Linked DNA regions of Macaca mulatta: region 1 is linked to region 2. A link is a contact called in public Hi-C data. All regions are on one chromosome and are shown on one strand. Each heading gives the region's core, a stretch centred on a gene start, on an enhancer-like site or on the middle of the called end of the contact. The rest is flanking DNA. Distances are from core to core; before and after follow the strand shown. Region 1 holds the start of DHRS12 (dehydrogenase/reductase 12). Region 2 holds the start of INTS6 (integrator complex subunit 6).

Evidence for each region. Hi-C and Micro-C count contacts between places; a contact is called where the count stands out from the background.
Region 1: a contact with region 2 is called in a Hi-C map of CD4 T cells, with 7 times the contacts expected there. The contact joins the promoter of DHRS12 here to the promoter of INTS6 in region 2. A contact is called at or near these places in 5 of 14 Hi-C or Micro-C datasets (CD4 T cells, cortical neurons, fetal cortex germinal zone and 2 more).

Annotation. Positions count from the first base shown.
Region 1 is chr17:31,029,587-31,033,632 of T2T-MMU8v2.0, forward strand. DHRS12 (dehydrogenase/reductase 12) reads right to left here and starts at 2,434. Exons shown (of 11, transcript XM_002808146.4): 1 at 2,303-2,434. The coding sequence starts at 2,358.
Region 2 is chr17:30,690,687-30,694,571 of T2T-MMU8v2.0, forward strand. It overlaps INTS6 (integrator complex subunit 6), which reads right to left and starts at 1,451. Exons shown (of 22, transcript XR_003724325.2): 1 at 829-1,451; 2 at 384-461. LOC144336145 (a long non-coding RNA gene) reads left to right here and starts at 635. Exons shown (of 4, transcript XR_013407650.1): 1 at 635-867.

The sequences.
Region 1 (4,046 bases), core at 1,184-3,683, 340 kb after region 2:
CGCAAATACAATAGAGCCAGAAAAAAAGCAGTCCACGGGGAATAGGCCTGAAGAGCCCTTCTCCAGGGGCAGGAAGCTGACAGGCTTTTCTCTGTGATACCCAGCCAGAGGGGCCATTAGCCTCTGGGCTCCACGTTGATCCGAATGTTTGCTGAGCGTGGCTCCTCTGGGTTAAACCTCTTCCTCAAACTCCATCCTGGGAGTACTGCCAGGCGGGCAGTATCAGCCTGGCCTGCAGGACATGTCCCCGCCCTCTGTCCTCTGCCTTGGATCTTGTCTTAATACAAGAATTCCATCCTGGTCTGATCTGTTGTTAAAAAGACTTGTCTTTTATGTACTCTGCCCCTTACTGGGGAAGCAGTTTATTTTCACAAACTCTAGATATCAGTCTCTCTTTTTCAAACACACACATACATGACTTTCCCAAAGTCACCAGAAGGTAGGTGATGAAGCCAAAGGCTGGGTGTTCCATTCTTCAACACCCAGCCTCGGTGCCAAAGGGCAGTCCCCAGACAAGCTGCATCAGCATCACCTGGAAACCTGTTGGAAATGCCCTGCCTACTGACTCAAAACTGCTTGCTTGGCAACCTGCGGTTTCATGTGCCTTGCCCATGATTTTGATTCAAGCTGAGAGGGCATTTGTACTTACTGTTTCCTGAACCTGAGGTGACAGGGATGGGGAGGGGGAAGCTGGCAGGTATCTGTGTCTCCCCACACCCTCAATTTACCCAAATATGGAATTTGCTTAGGACCCATCCACACTTGCCCAGGGTTTAGAAGTCTGTTTAAAACTGCCCCAGGGAATTATTAGGTTCAGCAAAGTCGAGGAAACAGTGATTAGATCCTCCTGCCTAGGAGCCCAATAAAGGGAGGCTTTATAAAAATCCTTGTGCCAAGAGAAACGCTGTAAACTCTGACTCCGCGCTCTCACACTGAAGTCAAAATAAGGTTGTTGTTTTTCTGTCCCATTCACTAAATCTACAAGAACAGGAAAACCCATCTAACTTTGCCAGCTGCCTTCCCCTCCCCTCCCTTCCCCCACCAATGTGTGGTGAATTGGGCCCCTTGGCCTCACTTCTACCTTCCCTCAAGGCGGGGAAACAGAGAGAAAGAGTCCTCAGAGAGATTTTTACAGCCTGCTTTCCTTGGGGCCCACCCCGGCTTGGAAACTGACGCAAGCTTTCATGCTGTATAATGTGGAAAGATCCAGCAATTAATGGTCATTGCCAGAGGACACCCCTTTGAAAGAAAGAGGCTGCCACTGTACTCCCCTAAAAACAGTGGGACAGGGCGCACGGCTACACTCCCCACCATTCTCTGCAGCAGGGGCTCCTGAGGCAGAGCTGAACTTTCCCCAAAACGATGTGGGGTGAAGAGAAGGGAGCTGCAACTCCTACCTCCCCTAGGAATGCTGGCCAGGTTGCCGTGAGAACTGATAACGCCCCAGTGACGGGAGAAGCCTCTCAGAGGTGAGAATCACCTGGGGATTTGGGTGAAACGCCAGTCCAGGCCCCTGTGCAGACCCACTGAATCAGAATCTGTAGGGACGGAGGCTGAAAACTGGGTACTTTTAATTCTCGCCCAGTGATTCTGATGTGCAGACAGGGTTGAGAACCAGCGGTTAGCCTAATCCCAAGAGAAAACCTCCATCTGTCCTCCGTCACAGGAACCTGTCACCTCTTAAAACAACAATGAGGTGGAGAGCCAACTAGGGCACACTGAGCGTGATCACGGGGCGACAAAACCACCACGCACTGTTCCCCAGAAGCACACACTGGGTGCACAGCCACACTGGCTGGAGACCCAGGCTGGAAAGTTCCAGCTGGAGCCAAAGGTCGCAGTCCAGGTGCCGCATCTTCTTAAAGGAAACACACCCAAAGGTACGAGGACAGAGCCTGGGCTAGCGATTTAGATCCAGCCCTATCTGACGCCGCCAGCAGCACTACGAAGACAGTTCCAGGAGCACACCCCGCAGGGCGCCGAGGTGACGCCCAGGAGTCTCGTTGGCTCCAGGGCCGCCTGACGTCAGTGGGACGGCCCTGGGCCTGGGCGCGCCACAGTCCCGCCCCTCGGGCGCCAGTCTCGGTTGCGGGCGTTGAGGGGCTGGAGTCTGGCGACCGCCCCACGCCCAGCCGCGGACCAGTAGAGGGCAGGCGCCCCAGTCGTTCTGGACTCGCTTAGTCGGCCCAGCGAGACTGCGAAGGAGCCGCGGGCGCGTCCCCGCCAACCCCGCTAGCCCGCGCCGAGGCGGGCCACGTGACAGCCCGGGGCCCGGGGCCCGCGCCCCGCCGCGCCGCCTTACTTGGTGTCCTCGCGCAGCCCCTTGGTGAACCACACGACGCTGCGGTACAGGGACATGGCGGGCGCGCCGCACGCCGAGCCCCTCCGCGCTCCCGGCGCGGCCTCCGCCCCGGTCCCGCCCCGCGGGAGTCGCCCGCCCTTACATCATCCCGGTTATGTAAGAGCCGCGGCTTCCGGGACCTTGCTCCACAAGGAAGGCGAGGGGTCTCGGGGCCGGCCGGTCGACTCCGCCCCAGCCTCAGAGGGTGGAGTGAGGGCGGACCGGCCCTCGTGGGGGCCACAGTCGAGGTCCGCAGTCTCCTCGGGGTTGAAATCGGGCATCAGTGCCGTTTAGAGAACACCGTCCTGCTGGGCATGGCCGGGATGCGACGCACCTCCGAGAATTTGGTTACCTAGAAAACCATGTGGAATAAAACGACGAGGCTTACGATATTTAAAAGACTTCTGCATCGAATTGGTGTTAAGGGTTATTGTAATAACTGGCATTCTCTAAGTTCCTACATGTGTTGGGGGATGCAGTGCCCTGCCACATTTCCCGTCTCCAGCAAGCGCAGTCAGATTGGCGACATCGCAGGCAAGAGGCAGGGCTGGGGCTCCCACCCGAGAAGTAATTGTCTCCAAAGTCTGAACTTTTGCCACTGGTTCTGCGACTTCATGCAGTGCCAGGGAGAGCCCCTTGATTTCCCCCAAATCCTCATCAGCCTCCTTCCACCCAAGCCCAAATGAACAGTGTGAGTAAAAAAGTGTGGTTGCTGCATGAACCCAGATCTCAGACTAGTAATCCAGCCCCATTCCAGCCCCGCTATGTAGGACTCAGACACCCCTGTCCACATCTAATCTCCAGCCCTAACGCCACATTAGAAATGGGGGTCTTACTGCTGCTGTCACTGCTAGTCACCCTGTTAAATTCTATACCGGTTTACCCAAGTCGCCCAGAGACTGGGTCCCACTTACATAAGCTGAACACAGACTAGCTGCTTTCATAGCCTCATTACCTAGGATATAGGATCACTGTCCAACCTCACCCCGCAGTGGGCAAGTTTTACTTCAGAATAACTTTTGAAATAAATTTCCCCAGAACAGCTCGCCCCTCTGAACAGGACTCTGAGGCTCCACTACGTTGCTGTTATTCCTGACAGAGTGATGAAATTTAAACAAGTGGCGTTTTGTAAAACCACCCAGCCTCGTGTGACGTTCAATGCCTGTCCGATTTGGCTCCAAAAAGCCAAATTTTAGATCCCCAGGGCTACATACTGTTTTTAATACACTCCTCTTTGTGTCAGTGATGGAAAAGGTGTCAGTCTGCTCTGAATCTCTCTGACCACCTCAGGAAATAGGCTTTTGGCTCACAGAGCGGGGATGAGAAATAGTTTTGAACCACCACGTCTCTTGGAGGGTGTCAGCGGCCCCTTGAAGTAAAAATGTGGCTGGAAACCCAGCTCTCTGCATTAGCCAGGTGAACCTGAGCATGCTGCATACGCCCTCAGTCTTGGTTTTTTCATGTGTAAAATGGGAATGAATATGCGCACCGCGTGGGGTGGTTGTGATGATTAAAGGCATTCATTATAAAGAGCTTAGTTTCATACGAAGTGATCAGAAGTGTTCATTTCCCTCAAGTTTTCTTCTCATTCCTTTCTCCCCTACGCTTACAGCCACACAGTGTACATTCAAGAAAGGTTCCAATGAGGGCATGAGGTGTCCAGTGTTAGCCTCCAATCAAGCATCCATGAGGTAGTTCATGTATA
Region 2 (3,885 bases), core at 201-2,700:
TAATGCAAACCGGGGCTGTGCGCGGCCGGGCCCGGCTGTCACTCCGGCTAACTTGAATAAATATCCCCCACAGTTCATTGCTGCCGCTCACGCCGCGGAGGGGAAATGTCGGCCATGTTGATCGCAGCGCCGCCGCCGCCGCCGCAGCCGCCGGGCCGGGCCGGGCCGGGAGGGGACGGCGGTGGCCCCGCGACTCCGCGCCGCGCTAGGACGCTGCCGAGCGGGGGAGGGGGTGGGAGCCCGCAGGGAAGAGACCTCAGCGGCTGGGAGCGCAGCGGGTGGGGGAGGGGAGCATAATGAAGGGTGAATGGGGGGGCGGGGAGGGCGAGCGAGGAAGGAACAGGGAAGGGAAGAGAGGAAAGGGGGAGGGCGAGGGCTGTTACCTTGATAGCATAGGGCGGCTCTTCGAAAGTGACCAGCATATACCTGTCTCCTCTGCTGGCAGGGTCCCGGGCACGGAGCTGCGGGACGGGAAGAGGAACAGGGCGGGCGAGAGGGAAGCACAGAGGCGAGGTTACGAGGCGGAGAAGGGGCGCCCAGCTGCCCCGCCGCCCCCACAGTACCGCACACGCAGCGGCCACCCCTCCACGCCGCCCCCAACACACAGATCGCTCCCCACACACCGCCCGGGGCCGGAATCCGGGCCCCGGCCGAGCCCGGCTCGCAGCGCCCGCCCGCCCGCCCGCCCGCGCGGTGGGGGAGGGGGTCCCCGAGCCCGGCAGCTCCCGCAGTCAGGTCCCCGACACCCCCGCCCTGGCTGCCCTCCCCCACCCTGCCTCCCGCGGGCCGCCGGGCCGGGGTCGCCGCCCGGACTCGGTCAGTCGGTACCTTCATGAAGGTCTCTACCGCGCCTTTGGCCGTGTCCAGGTAGGTGGTGCCCAGATGGCTGCGCTGGTTCATAGAGGCAGACGTGTCTATCAGGAACAGTAAGATGGGCATAGTGCTGGCCAGGGACACCGGGGCCCGAGGTGGTGGAGAAAGAGGAGATGGTAGAGGTGGAGGCGCCGGTGGCGGCGACCGCCGCTACGCGGGGCGGGGGTGCGCGGCCCCCGGGAGGAAAACACCGTCTGGGTCTTTCCTCCGGCTGCGGGGAGTTTCTCCCCCGATAGTTGAGAGGAAACTCCCCAGACCCAGTCCTCCCCGTCGTACCCCCGCCTCCGCCTCCTCCTGCCTGCCTGCCCGCTGGGGCGGGCGCCCAGCCGTCTGTCTGTCGGTCCGTCCCCCCCGCCTCGGGGGTCCCGTCCCCGCTCCCGGCCCCTGTGTGTGTCCCAGCGGGAGACGGGCCTGGCTCCCCACCCCACCCCCGGTACAGGGAGTGGGGACCTGGGAGCTGGCGAAGAGGGGAGTGGGCTGAGGGGAGATTGGCCCTGGGGCTGTTGGGAGAAGTTTCAGGGACTCCCTCCGCACCCCGGCAGTGTCACCACTTTCTCAGCCCCTCTCGCTACTGAAGCGCTTTTCTCTCTCACACTCCGATTTTAACTCGGGCAGGGGCTGCGGAGGCTCCGCCCCTGACACGTCCCCGAGCCACGTGATACATCGCCTCGCCGTTCTATTGGCTAGTCCCTGCCCTCTCATTAGCATATTTAAACAGCTCAGGGGCGGGGGAAGCTTGCAGGCCGGCTCCGGGGACAGTTATTGAGCACGCGCGGAGGCGGGGCGTCGGGTGCGCGCGAGCGGGCGGGCGGGCCGACCCGGAGGCGGGCTTCGGGAAGGGGCGGGGCCGAACCGCGGAAGATCCGCGAGGTGGGGGCGGGGGACGCGTCCGCGCGCGCGCCGGCCGCGGCGGTGAGCCTGCGCGTCAGGGCCGCCGGCCTCTGGCTGTTGGAGGTGATTGGGGTCGACAGAAGGAAAAAAGGGGCTGGCGTCAGCGCCCCCTCTGAGGTGGCTGTATTGTGGACGAGTAAGAAGGGCTGAGTAAAGTGGACAAACACCTGGTTAGGAGAAGAGGACAGGTCCGCAGCCGCCCTTCCGAGGAGGACTCGGGGCCTCGCGGGCGCTGGAGGAGGTTCCTGGGCCTCGTAGGGCCGCCCCGGCGCGGGCGGGCGCGGGGGAGGGGAAGTGAGAGGTTGTTTATGACCGGGGACTAATCTCCGCGAGTCACAGCGCTCCCTCTGGGGAGTGCGGTTGAGGGGCTGTCCTCGCCCAGAGCCTCGCTCGTCCTCCGGTGAGCGACGAGAGGTGGAAGTTGGACGCGCAGCGGGCCATGAACTCTGTCGTTGGAGGACCCGCCAAAAAGGAAGCAAACCTTCTTTTTCTTTATCCAGCCCCAAATAGGGCCTAGGGGACCATTCACATATCGATAAATGGTTTGTTGCCCGTTTTATTCTCTGGGAAATACAACTGATCCTACCAGAGAAATACCTGTCTCATGCCGTGTTTACCTAGAGCCATAGAATACCTGTTTCAGAGCTAAAGGGGACCTGAGCCCATCATAATCCATTACCTCGTGTGAAAGCGGAAACACTGACTTCAGCTTGTCCAGATGGCGCAGAGCATGGGTTTCCCGTAACCCCGCCTGTGTCTTTCCTTCAGTCTCGTCCCAAATGCCGTGGGAGGGAAGGCATTCTCTGTCAAGCTGCTGTCACCTTACCTGAAGTAAGGAGTCCACGCCTGCATGTCCGAGGAAAACAGTTTTCTCAAACACATTAGTTGAAAAACTGAAGAAACTGCCTTAAATACAAGCTGAGTTAGAGACAGCACTTGTAAGACTAGGTAGGTATTTATAGGGCCTCTCCCACTAGCCCTGTTTTTCCAGAGTTTGTTCTTTATCCGGAAATTCTTAGTTTGTCTACTGATCGTTTAAAGAAAGGGTTCTATTAACATTGACACAGAAGAGACACTTTGTGGCACTTTTAAAAAATCGTGAGTTTCGTGACTTGGAGTTTTAACTTTAAGATAACTTCTGAAACTTACTGTTAATTTATAGCAGAGCTATTTGAGTAATATACTCTTCTATAAGAGTATGGACAATAGAAGAAGTGTGATATTTTAAAGACATTTGGACTACAAAATAAGAGCATGGAATATAGGTTTTACAGCCAATACTTCCTGAGGACGTACTGTGTATTAGGTGTGGTGTATATAAAAAATAAATAAAATGTGGTCCCTGTATTCAAAGAGCTTGTGTTTTCTAGGAAAATACTAGATATTACTAGCTACTCCAACGCAGAAAGTTGTTAGACACCAAATCAGAAAAAATAAAAATGTATTAACTTGGGGTGATGCAGGAACATTTTCCAAGGTCGGTATGTTTCCGCTTTGCCTTAAAGTAGTGTTTCTTAAACATCATAGATCTGAAGATAAGAATCAGAGTTCTATGGCAAAATACAAGTTATTTTACCAATTATAAAGATAAAATTTTTCTTTCAACGTGATCATTTGTATAATTTTATACAATTGGTCTTTAGTTCTTATACAATAGTTCTTATATGTGTGCTTTTCAAACCGGTCTGTGGTCCCCAGCCTACTGAAAACATTCTCCAGGATCATAAGAATTTATTTTAGGAGTCTGTACATTATTCAGGTTTAAGAAACACTGTCTTAAAGGACTGGTAGGATTTGGATACGGGTAAAGGAAGGGGAAGCTGCTAGTGAAAAGATCTTCCCGACATTGAAAATGTGAAGAAAGGAAGTTAGGACAGCATTACCGAGGGCTTCCTGAGGAACAGTGAAGTTACAGCTAGGTTGGAGCATCACGTACATGTAGAATATTACAAGATCTAGAAACACAGGTGAGATCTAGACAGTAGAGGGCCTTTATTCCAATCTAAGGAAGTTTTTTTTCTTATGAATTGGAGATTTATTTTTCAGTTGGGTTGCTAAGTACAAAGCAATGTTTGAAAGGAATCAAACTAGACTACTGAAGATTAACATGCATTCACAATT